2 separate regions of the Gossypium hirsutum genome follow, and region 2 is linked to region 1. The links are chromatin contacts, called in public Hi-C maps. All regions are on one chromosome and are shown on one strand. Each heading gives the region's core, a stretch centred on a gene start, on an enhancer-like site or on the middle of the called end of the contact. The rest is flanking DNA. Distances are from core to core; before and after follow the strand shown.

Evidence for each region. A called contact is a pair of places that touch in the nucleus more often than the background predicts.
Region 2: a contact with region 1 is called in a Hi-C map of leaf, with 2.0 times the contacts expected there. The contact joins the enhancer-like site here to the promoter of LOC107922226 in region 1. A contact is called at or near these places in 4 of 34 Hi-C or Micro-C datasets (callus, hypocotyl and leaf).

What each region holds. Positions count from the first base shown.
Region 1 is chrD01:20,798,706-20,802,912 of Gossypium_hirsutum_v2.1, forward strand. It overlaps LOC107922226 (F-box protein At1g47056), which reads left to right and starts at 2,337. Exons shown (of 2, transcript XM_016852143.2): 1 at 2,337-4,207. The coding sequence starts at 2,738.
Region 2 is chrD01:20,859,459-20,863,777 of Gossypium_hirsutum_v2.1, forward strand. No RefSeq gene overlaps it. Among protein-coding and RNA genes, the nearest start is that of LOC107922081, 33 kb to the left of the region's middle. Within about 2 kb of position 1,548, at least 2 of the 9 cell types and tissues checked have an H3K27ac peak or open chromatin away from gene starts, as enhancers often do. A contact at or near this core is called in leaf, where this site is marked.

The DNA of each region.
Region 1 (4,207 bases), core at 1,087-3,586:
TGCTACTATATTATCCTTCTAGTAAGTTGTATGATCATAACGCTTGGACCACCTGTTAAAATATCAAATGTTAGTACCAATATAAAAATATTTAGAATGTAATATATTTTATAACACATGCTTTTAATTTTACCATATTGCAAGAGGGAATATGAGATTATTAGAGGGGATAAATACTATCCATGGAAGTCTATACCATCCACACAATTATGAAATCATAAGACAACCATTTCTTTCATTATTCTCCACTTAGCATGCCTTACATATCATTTTCGTATAGGTATGCCAAAAACATAAAATTCTAATTGTATAGTCCAGTTGTATGCTTCAAAATTAGATAACAATTAGAAATACACAAATGAACTAAGTTGTTAAACTTTTTAGGCATTAGCACACCTCCAATCAACTGAAGAATGTAAGCTCTAGCATGATGTTGAATATCTTTGAGTGTTGGATTATTTAAGAGATGCTCAAAGCGACTCTTTAACCATGTTAACTTAATTTGCAATCAAACTTATGGTTTATACATGTTCCCAACATTGAACAAGGACCTCCACCAGATTGTACTAAAATATTCTCATTATTAGATGCCTATCCACTAGAAGACTCGTTAGTAACACTAAACATTAAGTGTTATTGTTGCTTCACTGCATGAAGATGAAACATATGGGTCTTAGGTCTTTATCATTCAATTAAATAAAAAAGGAATGTTAGCACAAAAGTAAAATTATTAATTTGATGTGATAGAAATCATCTTTTAAGTGAAGAATGATTTTGTCATCTAATACATTCATCTCTACATTACTATGACACCAAGCCACTAGAAAAGACTCCATTGTTGTAGTATTTTAAGTAACATATCCTTCTTTTGATCTCAATAAGGGGGAAATCATTATGGTATGCTTCAAAATTCGAAGTTACAAATCTTGGGTATATAAGATAGTATAAAATATAGATAAAAGAATATTTTAGGTTTCTATGAAAATTAAACAAGTGGAATGAATTGTTTATAGGTTTTAAGATTAGAGCTTTTAATATGACCTCGATAGCCCTTTATGACGAGGTCTTGTTAAATTTATAATTTTTTAAAAGTAAACTACACCATTAGTTAATAAACTATGAGTAAGTTTTCGTTTTGGTCACATAACTAAAAAAAGTTACAATTTGGTCACTGAAGTATTCAGAACTTTTCATTTAAGTCATTGGATTGTTAAAATCGATGCTATATGGCTTTCTTTATTTGCATTGCCTACAATAATCGAAAGCTTTCTTTCCTCTTCTCTTTTACGGTTCATTTTTTTATGAAACAGCTTTGAACGTCACGAATCTGCAAACCAAAATTTAAATAGCTTTTTTCTTTGATCTCCGACACTGACCGTCAGATCAACTTGGACCTAAGATATGTTCTTCTACTCGTCGATGGATACTGATCCTCTGTACTAGCCATTGAATTGCCGCTTGGAGCTCGCTGGCGAAAGGTTTTTTTTTTAAAGAAAAATTTAGCAGCCTAATGACTTAAATGAAATCTTTCAAATAGTTCAACAACTAATGGTTTAATGACCAAAATGAAAACTTACCCATAGTTCAGTGACTAATGGTGTGGTTTACCTTGAGGTGTTCATGGGTTGGATTGGGTTCAGGCTAGGCTTAAGCATGATATTAACACACTTTATACTTGCTCAAGCTTGGCCTGGCCTGATCATGGGCCTAAAATTTTGCCCAAGCCCACCCATATTTGGAATTAGTTAACCCAAGCCCATTTAGGCCCTCCCATATTTTTAAAATATTTATTTTAATTTAATATTTAATAATTATATACTTTTTTTATTTATTATAGTTTTATATATAGTCATCTTAATTTTTTTTGATGTTTACATTATAGAAGTATTATATATTACTATATATCTAATTTTTATGTGTTACAAATTACATAATATATAAAAACAACATAATATAAAATATTACAAACTTAAAAAACGGATCGGGTTGAGCTTAGGCCTTAAATGTTAAGCTCGAGCTAGACCCATATTTTAAACGAGCCTAATTTTTTCTTAAACCCATTTTTAGGTGTAATATTTTTACCCACACTATCTCAAAATTCTAGCAGATTTTCAACTTTGGACAAGTTTAAGTTTATTTATTTTTTCAACAATTATGATTTACTTTTTTAAAAATTTACAAATACTTTAATTTTTGTAAATATCATCCTTTACAAATATATAAATGATTACAATTTAAAAATTTAAAAATATTTATTTTAATACTTCTATACCAAATTCTTTAAAAGAAATTCTAAGAAAACTAAACAAATTACAAGAAAAGATAAAATATGATTGTAGAAAGAAAGCATCTCCTGTGCTCAACCTCATCCAAACCAGTTCTGTTTTTACAGCATCATCATTGATTTTTAATTTTGTCCGACTTTTGACTTTCACTCCATCAGAAATCAAAATAAAGGAGTGAGCACAAGAAAAGTATTATGAGGATGCGAACAGCATATAGAAACTTAATAGTGGAAGGCTATTTTGTTCAAAGTGAAAGACGGGCAAATAAAAATAATAAAGTCGAGAAAAAAGCCAAAATGAAATCCAATTTTGAAGTCCGTCGTTCTGGACATTTCCAAGAAGATCAAAAACAGAACAAGAGCCTGAAAACTCTTTAGTATTTCTCTACGGTTTCCCTCACCGTAACAACCCTGTGGCTGTTTTCTTTTCTTTAGTTTAGTTAGATTTTGTAGATGGGCCAATCAGTTTCGGCGGCGAAGCTAAGGAACCGTCGAGATTGGAACCATCGCCAACGGTCAAAACCGAAATCAACGGCTCTGATCTGTCCGATGCAAGCTGAGGAAACTGAAGAGCTTGAACGAAGTAACACAGATGGATCGTCGGATTTCATCTCGGATCTTCCTGACGAGTGTTTGGCTTGTATTTTTCAGTCTCTTAGCCCCGATGACCGAAAACGATGCTCTCTAGTTTGCCGGCGGTGGCTTCTGATTGAGGGACAGAGCCGTCACCGATTATCTCTCAACGCACAATCAGATCTGCAACCTCTCATTCCTTCTATCTTCTCTCGCTTCGATGCTGTTACGAAACTGGCTCTGAAATGTGACCGTAGATCCGTTAGCATAGGCGACGAATCGCTTGTTCTAATCTCCGAGCGTTGCCGGAATTTGATTCGCCTTAAGCTCCGAGCTTGCCGTGACTTGACCGATGCAGGAATGTTGGCGTTCGCTAAAAACTGCAAGGGTCTAAAGAAGCTCTCCTGTGGTTCTTGCGCTTTCGGAGCCAAAGGCATGAACGCTGTGCTCGACAATTGTCTAGCACTCGAGGAACTCTCCGTGAAACGACTTCGTGGCATCACAGACGGCGCTGCAGCTGAGCCGATTGGGCCTGGGGTGGCTGCGGCGGCGTTGAAAACAATTTGCTTAAAGGAGCTTTATAATGGGCAATGTTTTGGTCCGCTTATTATTGGTTCAAAGAATCTGAAATCTTTGAAACTTTTTAGATGCTCTGGCGATTGGGATAAGCTTTTCCCACTCATAGTGGAACGGGTCGCGGGTATGGTAGAGATCCATATGGAGCGGATCCAAGTCAGCGATGTCGGTCTTGCGGCTATCTCCAACTGTTCAAACCTAGAAATTCTTCACCTCGTTAAGACTCCCGAGTGTACAAACGCCGGACTCGGAGCTGTTGCAGAGAAATGCAACTTGTTAAGGAAGCTTCACATTGATGGATGGAAAGCAAATCGAATAGGTGACCAAGGGTTAATTGCTGTTGCGAAATCTTGCCCCAATTTACAAGAATTAGTTCTTATTGGTGTTAATCCCACCAAACTGAGTTTGGAAATGTTAGCTTCTAATTGTCCAAATTTAGAACGGTTAGCCTTATGCGGTAGCGATACAGTTGGTGATGCAGAGATATCTTTTATTGCTGTGAAATGTATTGCTTTAAAGAAGCTTTGTATCAAGAATTGCCCTGTTTCGGATCATGGCATGGAAGCGCTTGCTAGTGGTTGCCCTAATTTGGTTAAAGTGAAAGTGAAGAAATGTAGAGGAGTTACTTCAGAAGGGGCAGATTGGTTAAGAGCAACTCGAGGATCACTTGTCGTTAATTTGGATATCAATTTGGATATGGGCGAGCATTTAGATGCAAGTGCCAGTGATGGTGGGGCACAAGATAATGGAATTGAATTTCCTCCAATGGTGGGC
Region 2 (4,319 bases), core at 298-2,797, 60 kb after region 1:
CATTCCCAGAAATATAATACTTTGTTACTTATTGTGTAAAGTCTCACTAAGTTCATCTGAACTTACTATTGTACTGCCTTTGATGTAGGATCAAAATTATCGAAGTCGTAGTGGAAAAGACCAAGCCAGACCCCGCCAACATTGCGCTAAGGTTGCGACAGTTATAACATGCGTATAAAGGGACACCCTTAGAGGCCACACCTCATGGATCATGTCGGTTATGTCTGTATCAAAGTCTACATTAAAATTTTTGTAAATAACTATCAAGTTTATTACAGTATCAATTTTGTACAAATTTATTTCGTAAATGTCATGAGTAGAAATTAAAATTTTAAATCTGATAATGTCTAAGTACATAATTAAATTAGTTTAAAAATTTGTTAAGTTATGCAAGTTGATTATGACATTCAGAACTCGGACTTGATGATCGGGTTGGGCATAAAGTGTTACAGTAAAAGTGGTGCCTCCCTCGATTCTGTCATTGAGAACCATCGATTCATCTCTGACTCGTTCACCTAATTTCCATCTCTGTTTTGGTACTTTTTGCTCTGTGTCGAAACTCTCGTTCCTAGTCTGCCTCAAATCTACCACACCGCTAAAGTTTTTAGTTCGCTGTCAAAATATGTCTTCAATGTCAAAGATCTAGGGACGTATATGATACGTCTCCATTTCCTTTGATTCAGTTCATCAAGATTGGATCTGGGTAACTCTCGATTTCACGTTTTGGTTAATAGGTTAGTAGCTTTAACCAATTTTAGCGATGGGGATATAGTAATCCTAAAATTATATAATATTTTCTTTGGTTTAACTCAGAGAAGCTTGAAATTCATTTCGTTTTGGTTGTCGGTGTTGTCAATTTTAAAGATCGTCTCTTTCACCTTCTTTCTTCTTCTTTGCTTCTCTGTTCTCTTTATTTTTTGAATCCTTTCGGCTACTGGTGTTGTCAATTTGATGGATTTGGCATTTGGGTTTGACTTCGAGTAATGGGGGCTTTTGAATCGTTAGGTTGCTATGGTGGGAATGATGAAACAGAGTAGATGGTTGTGGTGGTTTTAGGGTGATGGTTGAGTAATAATGGTACGATGAAATATCAAAGGAAGTGGTAAAGCTTGGGAGCAAGCTATGGTGGGGTAAATGGAGTAATAATATGCATTTATATAATATTTTTATCAAAACATTTATATAATTAATATTAAAAATTATTATTTAATTATATTTTTCATTATTAGTAATTATTTAATTTAATACAAAATATAATTTAATTTAAATATTTTTACAATATATTATTAATATACTTAAAATATTTTTTATTTCTAAGGGTAAAATTATCATTTGTGATCATTCCATATCTGTTCTGCTCAACTAAACGTATGAATACCATTACAATATTCATTTTATTTAATCTAACCAAATCACTGTTATGCCTATTTAATTTTATTATAGTCATATTTCATTCTCACAAAATGACTACGTTAAGATATAAATTTTATGATTACTTTAGTCAATGAAGAAATAGTTTAAAGGATACATATATTTTAAGCGTGTGATATTGAAGCCACATGATAGGCGGAATCCAAGTAGTGATCGTATACGACAGGGAATCCCAATTTTAGTCATAACATGGAATCTCTTTCTTCACTTTATAATTTGTCGTTGTTTATTAAAGAAATCAAAATACCATTTGTCATTCTCACAATGAATCCATTTCCATTACGCCTTTGACATTCATTCCTCACCATTTACATTATAATCTCTTTTTATCTTTTTCTTATACCCAACACTTCATATTAATCCTATCTTTTTTCCCAATTAATATATTTATATGTCGATTTTAAATGTTTATAATGTTAAATTTAATCCTAATCCTTATATATTTTAATTTAAATTATTCTTTTTAATGCAAAAATTAATTGAACTATTAAAATTTTAATGATAATAACGTGATAACCCATGTGGGATCTATATGTATTTTATTGCTACTATGAATAGTTTTAAAAAACATTTTATTAAAATTTTTAATTTTGTTTATTTTTAATTTTTATAAAATACATAAGGATTATTATACGTTATCATGTCAATACTATTAAAAAGAATATTTTAACTAAATTTTAAAAAATTGAGATATAAAATAATTAAACAAGAATTCGGGGGATATAAAGGTTAATTATGTTTTTTTTTAATAATGTGTTCATCTAAAATTATTAGATTGGGTTTGAAATGAAAATAACAAGGATTCATTTGTCCAAAGGAGTCTAAGAAAACAAGTGCCTTTGTTTTTATGCTGAAATTTGTTGGATGTATATGTTATATTTGTTAATAATAATCACAACTACCACTTAACAATGAAGATTCCTTTTTTTTTTGTTATTTCTTGAAGCAATTTGGCAACTCAAATTGTTTAACCTAAGCCACCAATTGACACTGAAAAATATCCAAACTAGCCATATAAGAAGACAATGAAGATTTCTATGCCACCATGGGCTTGAATTTCATGCTCATTTGCCTTTACTAATTTTACCCAATATGTAAGGTATTTTCTTACATCAATAAGTGGGTGGTTGCGACTTTCACAAATATGTATGTAGGTATTAGTACTGATTCACTATTAATCCAGAATTTTCTCTTTTGTTTAGAGAAAATTTGGGCTGATTTTGTGGAAAAAAAAAAGCTGGATGCTAAAGGATCACTTTGGTAGTCTCAAATTTGGGCTGCCTTGTTTTGTTTTAACGTTTTCCATTGAGCTTTTGGGGACCCAAAACCAAATGCCCAAACCAGTTTATTTTCAAAATATTTATGCTCAAATTGACCCAGTTTTTCAACAGCCTTGTTTCTATATTCCAACGGGTTTCAAAAAAGTGTATATATGTTAAGGTATCCGATCTTCAAAAATTGTAGTTAATTTATTTATTTATTTAAGTAAATGATTAATATCATTAAAATACACTGATGTAGCACTAACGATTAATAAACTGATAACACAAGACAGTCTCATATTTTAACACATGGTAAAAAGAAATTTATTAAAATTTTATTAAAAAAATTTCACATTTCAAAATATGAGGCTGCCTCGTTTCACTAGTTTATAGATCATTAATGCCACATCAATGTGTTTTATTAGCATTAGTTAAATACCTTAAAAAAATTAAGTTAGCTGACAGTTTCAAAATTTAGGTACCAGTTAGGTTCAATAAAAAATTTAGGTATCAAGTAAGTATACATTACCAAGTTCAGGTACCTCCGTATGTATTAATCTTTAAAAAAATTTCAAACTCACTATTCTTTTAATAGTTACCCATTTTTTAGATTTATTTTTATTTAATATTTAGTAATTATATATTTTATTAATATTTTTAATTTTATGAAATTTCTAAACATAAACAAGTTAGCATATTTTTAGTATTTACTATTTAATTTTTGTATGCTATAAATTCCATAGTATTGATAAAATAACATATTATATATTTAAAAATAGACCATAATAAATTTAGTTTTTGGTCCAAATCTTTTTTTTTTTACATAATATTAATATAATTGTTGGATCTACATCTTAACTAATATATAATACTTCATTTAATTTAAAAATAAAATAAATATTTTCAGAATTCTTTTTTATTTAACCTTTATTTTATGTTGCTTTTAAGAAAAAAAATTTCACTTATAATAAAAATTTCTATTATCAACAGATATAATGATAAAATGCATTATATTGTTAAAGAGAGAACGAGGTTCAAACCTTGAATAAAATACTATTGAGAGTGACAGTTACGAACTTTAAATATGAACTGAAAAATCAACATAAAAAGTACCAAAAAAATAAAAAATTTCTTTATTAAAATTAAAAAAAAGCATATTTTGTTACAATAAATTAATTTTACATATTATATTTTGAATTTATTCTAATTATTTTTACTCGTTATTTTTTAATTTTTAATTATATTAGTTGTAAATCTTTTCATTTTAAAAAAAATATAATATGATGTAATTTACTATATTCTAATTGTTAAACAAAATGATGTCACGTGGATGGAACTAGTATATATTATAAAAGCAATGTTAACTTGGACTTCTATGCTTGGCAAGTGTCACAATTTATTGATAAACACCTCCTTCTTCTTCTTCTTTTTTTTTTTTTTTGTGAAAACTAACACCTCATATTTTAAAGTTTAAATTATAAATTTGCATTAAATTTAATATATTTTCAAAATACTATCATTTAATAACGAATAAAAATAGGCATCAACCTTTTTGTGAATTTAATAACGAATAAAAATACTATCATTTAATAACGAATAAAAATAATTCATGTGTATTTCATGTTA